Regions from separate parts of the Gossypium hirsutum genome. Here all the other regions are linked to region 2. A link is a contact called in public Hi-C data. All regions are on one chromosome and are shown on one strand. Each heading gives the region's core, a stretch centred on a gene start, on an enhancer-like site or on the middle of the called end of the contact. The rest is flanking DNA. Distances are from core to core; before and after follow the strand shown.

Region 1 (2,700 bases), core at 160-2,659, 710 kb before region 2:
TTTACTTTGCACTACCTTTTCATAGAACTTAACAGAGCGGTCTAAATCCCCAACACGAAGCATTACTTGACAGAGTGGCTCAGGAGTAGAAGCTCTTTGGATGAGCTCAAAAATATAACCATCAGGATCCTTCACGAAAGCAATAACAGAGGATCCACCTTTAACTGGACCAGGCTCTCTTGTAATATTGCCACCCTTTGCACGGATGTCCTCAACCATTTTGTAGACCTAAAATACAAAAATGGATATATATATATCAGCATTCTCAATGAATCTTTTGTTTGACTATCCAAATGTTTGAAACTTACATCAGGTGTTGCAATTGCAAAATGCCCAAAACCAGTTCCAATATCATACGATGATACTCCATAATCTGTAGAGAAGAATAAAAGCTTTTAACTCAGAGATCAAAGAAGTTTACACTTTAGATTAACAGTAGCGAAGTATGCCACAATAGATGTAGCAGATATCTATAACATATATTGAATAAAAGGAATCGATATTTTAACTGTTTGACAAAAAGAAAAATTTGCCAGCTCCAAGCATTACAGATATAACAAAAGCCATTTGCAGTAAATATTTCGCTATAAAAATACAAGGAAAACATAAACGTACTGTAAGTTAACTCAACAACGAAATGAGACTCCTCTGGGCCAAACCCAAGAAAGGCATTGGAGTATTTCTCTTCAGGAATATCTCTTTTCCTCAACAATTTCATCCCAAAACACTCAGTGTAGAACCTAGATACAAATTTGTAGCATTAAAACTTCAAAAAGAAAGTGAAAATTTAAGAACATCAATAGTACTAGAAATAAAAAAAGCAAATGTTACTTGATGGTACGATCAAGATCGCCAACACGGTACACGGCGTGAAGGAACCGACGCTTATCTTTCTTCGGCCATTCCAACAACTCAGTGCTGGGAACTGCAGCTGAACCCTCAGCCATCTTTCAACAAATCCGATTGCTGTGTAATCATTCGCAAAGTCAACCAAATGAATAGAAATTACATAATAAAAATATCATTTTCATTTCATTTTTCAATTTTAAAGTAAAGATCAAAGCTAAAACTTATTACAAATATAGATCAAAACCAAAAAAAAACTAAACCCTAACCCAAATTAAAGAAACCCTAATTTGGATCGAAGAACTTACCAGCAATTACTAGAGAAAAATAGAGTGAGAGTGGGAGTGAGTGGGAGTGAAGCGCCCTGTATAACGCAGTGTCAACATTGGGACAAATTTATAAACTTTTTAATTTTTATTTCACTAATGTAACATGACAGTTACAAAGTGGTGATATAACCGACAAACACGTCTCTTAAGTAGTTTCAGCCAACCAATCAGATATGTGCTTTTCTTCTTGTTAAAAACGCCAACTGTTGTTCTAGACAATTTTGGGAGTTAATACGGAAGTCTAAATCACTAACGGATATTAATATGGAAACGTGGCGATATCCAAATCATTACCACCTATTGAATAAAAAAAATTAGTATTCTCAATTTTTTTTAGTATTGAGCAGCTTTAGAATTTTTTTGCTAATATTTAATTTTTAATGAGTTTTCATAAGAGTGAAAATTAATTATTGGGTTCATTCTAATATATACATTAAAAAATAAAAAAATTTATTTTTTTAAATCATCAATTACTTTGATAAAATAAAAAATGATTGCTTGTTCTTTTTAATATAATATCTTATTACAAATTGATGGATTGCAAAATAAACTAAAGAGAGAAGAAAGCAAATCACGAAGATTATTATATTAAAAATTAGATTTGATTTTGTCTAGTTTACTTAAAAATTTAAAAAATTAATCATTATTTATTAAATTAAAAAGTAAATTGATCTTTTTAATAATAATTTTTCTTGTTAAAACTAACGTCAATAATGGTAATAGAATGATCATAAAAATAAGAACATACAGATTTTATGTGGAAACTCTATCGGGAAAAAATCACAGGCAAATGAGAAGAAATTCACTAATTTTAAAAGAGAATGATACAACAAGAGTTTCGACTACGTCTATTTAAAGGTTAAAAAACATATACAACAAGAGTTTCGACTACGTCTATTTAAAGGTTAAAAAATCATATTCTAATCAATGTCAAATAGAAGAAGTGTAGTTCTATACGAATTCTACTTGTGCATCATGGTCCATACACAGATCCCCTTATTTTGCTACTACATTTTATTTCTTTAACAAGTGTTGAATTCGAATGATACAAGGTGAGTTTCGACTACATCTATTTAGAGGTTGAAAAAAACCTAATTCTAATCAATGTCAAATATATTATGCTAATAAATGCTAAATATATTATGCTAATAAATACAAGATCTTCTAGAAAGAAAATATACTTTATTTAACTTGACTTGCAAATAATCTCTTAGAATTTGGGTTGTACAACTCTAACAATCTCCATATTGACATGAATTCTCAACGAACAATTTCTTCATCACAAACTCTCAATGAACAAGTTCTCCACATCTTTCACAAAACCCTTTAAAGGTATTCTTCAACAATGAACACTAACCAAGTCCAAGCAATCTCAAACTTGGTTATAGGAAGTGACTTAGTCATCATATTTGTAGGATTATCATGAGTACTAACTTTGCTCACAACAATATCACCACGAACAATAATATCACGCAAAAAATGATACCGAACATCAATGTGCTTTATTCTCTCATGAAACATTTGA
Region 2 (2,700 bases), core at 185-2,684:
CTACAGAACACAAAAGGGACGAGATGAACAGCGACAGCACAACCCCTTTGACCGTGGTTCCCATATTAACCTACAAACCCTAGTTCACCACTGCATTGTTAGAATAACATGTAGGAGGAGAAAGATACATGCTTGTAAGCATGCATGCGTGGACTGCTAATATCAACACCATCCACCATAACTTTGAACTTGACAAGTTATAAATTCCAAAAAAATCTAATAATTTTTTTAAAACACCTCAGCCATATGTTTGAATTGAGCTAAAACAAGGAAAAAGGAATAGGAAAAATACGAGAACTTGTTTCATTAAGATTGAGTTGAATATCCTTATCTTTCCCTATTACTCAGATTTTGTTTTCCCCAGTTTGGGAAAAAGCCGAAGAAAGATAACAACTTTTCTTTATCAGGATAATTTTTTATATAAATTATTTTATAAATATATAACTTAAAATTATCACTATAATCAATCATTTCCTTTCCATGGTTTAATCAAATGGTTATTATAAAAATTCCTTTACTTTCTTTCCTTTCCTTTTACTAAATTTAAGTATGCAAACAAAAAACATATATCATTTTCTTTTCTTAATATTCATTTCTTTTCCTTTTCTTTCCTTACAATTTCTTTGTTTTACCTTCACATTATTTACCCAAACATAGTATAAATATCTTCTAGTTTGTCTACTTTTCAATTTTAAAATGCTATAGCCAGGAGGTAGGCAAGCAGGACTTTGGCCCCCCAAAATGATAAATTTTATTTAAAATTACATCTTAGCCTAAAAAATTAAGATTCAATTTTGAGCCAATATAAAATTTCTGTTTCCCCATCGCCATATTCAGTAAGAAATAAGAGAAAACAGAAGCCAAATGCGATGTAATTCTCCACGCGTCATATCTAAGTCAAATTAAGTCCACATCTCCAGTCAAGTAATGACTTTATAAAAAAATTTCGCCTTAAGAGTAAAAGGAACTCTTATTTACAAGCTAAAACAGCTAGAAATAAAAGGAAAAACAAGTCTTAATTCAATATGTAAAGGAAGAAGCAGCTCACTGCTAACAAGCTAAAAAACGATTGATTAAAAAAGAAAAAGAAAATCAAAATGCAACAATAAGGCAGGTAAAAAAAAAACAAATCTTATGATTGAAGCTTCAAGTTCCACACAAAATCAACAACATAATCCGATGAACAAAAAATAATAACATCATAAAAGTAAAGTAAATCCAAAGCAAAAACAAAACCTAAAATGTGAAAAGGGAGGATGGAATATAATGGAACAATGCTCACCGAAATATTGTGACCGCTTAAGGCGAAAGCAACGAAGGAAAGGAAAGTTTGGTGAGGAGGGAAACGAGGCAGAAAGAGAGAATATATAAATATGGGGAGGGGGTAGAAGGAAAAGACATATAGTGGGACGTCAAAACTACCCGTCAAACAAGTGGGGCCCTTAATATCGAAAAACGATAAAATCAGGTATTTTTTAAAGATGGATGATTCTTTTTTTTTATTGAATCTGAACCCTTGATTGTTTCATCAAACGATGACAGTTATGCGGTTAGATTAAATATGAGATAAATTGGAGGCTCACGATTTTCTTATTCTCTCAAACCCTTTCTTTTAAGGAAAAGCATAAGTTGATAACGACACAATCTTTTACAAAAACTAATAAGGGTAAATTAAAAAATAGTTAGATTATATTTTAATCACTTATATTTGAAATATTATATTTTAGTCATTTATGTTATCATTTTATTATGAAATGGTCATTCTATGATTAAGCTCTATTACCTCCCTAACGGCAATCCTATGTGGCAGTCTAAATAGGTTTTAAATATTAACTTGAATACCTTACATGGCAATCCAAATTAAATTTATTTAATTAAAAGTCTATTTTCATCCCAATAATTAGACATCTAAATTGGCATTTAAAACATATTTAGACTGCCACGTAAGACCACCGTTAAGGAAGTAATAGAGTTTAACGGTAGAGTGACTATTTCGTAACAAAACGATAATGTAAATGACTAAAATGTAACATTTTAAATATAAATAACTAAAATATTATTTAAGACAAATAAAAGTAATTATTTTTGTAATCTATCCGACTAAAAAGGTAAAAAGGACACATTTTAAAGTTCTAAGTAAAAGTAGATCTTGGAGTTGGAGTTGGTTTATGGGATAAAGGTTTTTTTACATAATTTAAAGGTAAATTATAGATGTTATTTATTTATTTATTCTTCTCACTATAATTCAATTATTTCATTAAATATTTTTTTTAATTTTCTCATATATTTTTTTGCATACTTATGCAAAACACGTTAAGATATATCATATAACCACATATTTAAAAAGCTGCGACATATCAAAAATTAATTTTAATATCAAAAATATAAATTTCAAAAAATGGAGAAAATTAAAAAAATATAGAATTATTAACTCAAATTGTAATATATTGATTGGTGTTCATATTTTTCAAGAATAATTTAAGTTTGAATTTCGTTGTAAAAATAATAATAGACAAATTAAATTTATCAAAAACGTTCTTTTATACTATTTGACCTTATTTAAATTAATTAGATTTGAATTATAATTTATTATAAAGATATATAAAGTTAAAAGGAGATTATAGGATTCTAATTTCGTTTTAATTTCATTAATGAAATATAAGATAATTATCTTAATTAAAATTGGCAATTGTTAATTAA
Region 3 (2,700 bases), core at 88-2,587, 570 kb before region 2:
GTCCATGATTGAGTCCTTGTACTGAATGGGCATGCTCCATCCCGCGAATGGGACCATCTTCCCAACATGAGCAACATGGAAATCAAAAAGAACAGTTTTCTTCAGATCTGCCTCTGAAGCAAAGTACCGACGTGCTACAGCCTTCTTGTCAGCCTGTGAAAGACGACGAGTAATTGATTGCCCAAGTTGCCAAAGACTTCCCCTCATCTTCTAAAGTTGAAATATCTGATGAAGAGCAAATTCTCAGAAACAAGACAATATTGTACTACTAAGAATAGCATTCACTTGCCACTACAAAGATTTTTAGGAGCATTCAAATTTAAAGGGGAGAAGTGATTTTTAACAGCAGTGAACCTATATGGGGTTAAACAACACATCCATTTATTGAAAATATTTATTGGCTTCTAAATCATACGCATAATGCCATAATCTAACGAATCCATTCAATCTTAATGTTACAATCCAACACCATATTCCCAAGAAAAGCATCAAAGGCATTTGTTGACAGATGATAACCCAATACGATCTAAAATCAGCACTGAAGTATCCAATAGAGACATTCTCCAAATAATCCGACCATCCGACAATATACAATGAAAACCACGACATTATACCACAGTTTTTGAGATGCAAATGATCAAAACTGAAAAGGGTATTTAGCAAATCAAGAAAAGAAACCAATGCTATCACGTTATCGAGATCTCAATCCCGTTTATCACAGAATCACAAAGACAACGTCAAGCTACAAATGCAGTCAGAGAAAAAGAATAAGAGAGTGAAAAGGCTTACACAGAACCCTTGTTTGCGTTCTTCAAAAAGAGAGCAATTCAGAGAGCACAAAAGAGCATTCCTCTGCCAACTCTGGGCCAAAAGAAGAAAGTAAAAAAGGATAGCCTTTTATATATGCGCCAAAGAAATTAGATGTAAAAATATTATTTTGGGCATTTAAAAAAAAAAATGAGGAAAGTGGTTGGTAGCACAGGAGTGAGTGGAGGAGGGGGTTTCTCTGCCAAATCCAAAAAATAAAAACCAAATCTTCAGCGAGTGGTGCTTAAAGGGCCTTAGAGCTATTTCACCACTTCCCAAATCCTTGTCTCCTTTCTCTGCATGTCTTACTCAACTTCATCTAACGGCTGTCATGACAAGGAATCTAAGGCATGTTGCTGATTTTGTCCGAGGTTAAAATTGTCTGTCTCTGTTACAGTGCCAACAAGGTCTAATGTAACTGGTCTGTAATTGAACTGAGTTTAGAAACGAAAACATTGGATTAGTGTCTCAGATAGGGGGGACCCATGCAGTTGAGAGATCACTGTAGTATGGAGATACTAATCTACCACTAAAAAGGAATGAAATTGGGAGTTGGTGAGATCTGTGTTGGCGTCCTCAACTATTAGCTGTTAAAAAAGGTTTTTAACCCAAGCTATTCTTGGTTGGTTGGTGGCTCTGATTTCTTTAAATCGAAAAATTCATGTGATTAGTTTACTAATTAACAGTTTCATTGAAATTGGTAAGTACTTTGTTTCTCTCAAAAGAAAATGGGTTCCTTTTTATAAAGAAGAGTTCAGCTTCAACTATTTGGAAGATTAGTCATTGAATGACTCCATTGCTTGTTTTCTCCATTTAACTAGAATGATATCAATAAAAAACGAAGGAATGCTTTATTTTGGAGCAGATGATCGACCACCATAGGCCTTTTAACAGATACAATAGGAAAATGATATGGCACACCAAGAAAATGCAAATATAAGAGCCTGGAAATCTCAGTTGCTATTTATTCTACACCCAAGAAAATGTGTGCCATATCCAGGCTATAGATAGACTGTTGTTTATATGGTTTCCTTATAAATCGAGCAGCAGTCTCCGCGGATCCTCCACAACATCTTTAATGCGACGCAAGAAGAATACTGCTTCCCTTCCATCAATCAGTCGATGGTCATATGTCAGTGCAATGTACATCATTGGCCTTGGAACAACTTCTCCACTGACAACCATTGGACGGCTAACTATGGAGTGCATTCCCAGAATAGCCGACTTAGAAAGAACAAACAACTGTTAGTAAAAAGAGAACATGGAAGAAAGATATCGGATCTAGCATATTTACTTGTGAATGCAAAGCCATGAATGTGTGGTAAAAAATGCATTAAACATGGATAATCGGCTTATTTCCCAGAAAACAAAGCTTCACTTGTTATACATTACAAGTTCATCCGAATGAGACATGGGGGAGAGGGGGGGAGGAGTAAATTGACTGTAAAGCATCTCACCTGAGGGGGATTAATAATTGGAGTACTTAAGAGGCTTCCATAAACACCACCATTGGATATTGTGAATGAGCCCCCAGCCATCTCATCAATTGATAAAGATCCATCATTTGCCTTCTTAGCAAGGATGTTTATCCCTTTCTCAATTTCAGCAAAGTTCATTCTGTCAGCATTTCGGATTACTGGAACTACAAGGCCCTGGAAAAAAGTCAGCGAAAGCAACGCAATTTCAGATATAGATGGAGAACTGGAAACCAAAACACAGTTGAGGACTTTAGCACATTTATGATGAAAAAGGTGGTGCAGCGTGCAGGCAGAGAATATGGAAAGCAATGATAAATTGAAATAAGAGTATTCCTTAACATATCTTAATTTGCTAGACTAGGAAAACAAAAGAAAAACTATCATTTAAGGAGATGACAAAATTTAGAGATTATAA

Evidence for each region. Hi-C and Micro-C count contacts between places; a contact is called where the count stands out from the background.
Region 1: a contact with region 2 is called in a Hi-C map of leaf, with 2.3 times the contacts expected there. The contact joins the promoter of LOC107961996 here to the promoter of LOC121230711 in region 2. A contact is called at or near these places in 2 of 34 Hi-C or Micro-C datasets (both in leaf).
Region 3: a Hi-C map of leaf shows a contact between it and region 2, with 2.5 times the contacts expected there. The contact joins the promoter of LOC107962001 here to the promoter of LOC121230711 in region 2. A contact is called at or near these places in 7 of 34 Hi-C or Micro-C datasets (anther, callus, hypocotyl and 2 more).

The regions. Positions count from the first base shown.
Region 1 is chrA06:116,718,739-116,721,438 of Gossypium_hirsutum_v2.1, forward strand. LOC107961996 (lactoylglutathione lyase GLX1) reads right to left here and starts at 1,410. Exons shown (of 9, transcript XM_016898200.2): 1 at 1,155-1,410; 2 at 832-966; 3 at 616-740; 4 at 309-373; 5 at 16-228. The coding sequence starts at 947.
Region 2 is chrA06:117,423,864-117,426,563 of Gossypium_hirsutum_v2.1, forward strand. LOC121230711 (aspartic proteinase) reads right to left here and starts at 1,435. Exons shown (of 14, transcript XM_041115969.1): 1 at 1,283-1,435; 2 at 1-79. The coding sequence starts at 64.
Region 3 is chrA06:116,852,840-116,855,539 of Gossypium_hirsutum_v2.1, forward strand. LOC107962001 (aminomethyltransferase, mitochondrial) reads right to left here and starts at 1,338. Exons shown (of 4, transcript XM_016898208.2): 1 at 790-1,338; 2 at 1-225. The coding sequence starts at 207. LOC107962000 (dihydrolipoyllysine-residue succinyltransferase component of 2-oxoglutarate dehydrogenase complex 2, mitochondrial) reads right to left here. Exons shown (of 15, transcript XM_016898207.2): 14 at 2,265-2,459; 15 at 1,636-2,031. The coding sequence ends at 1,840.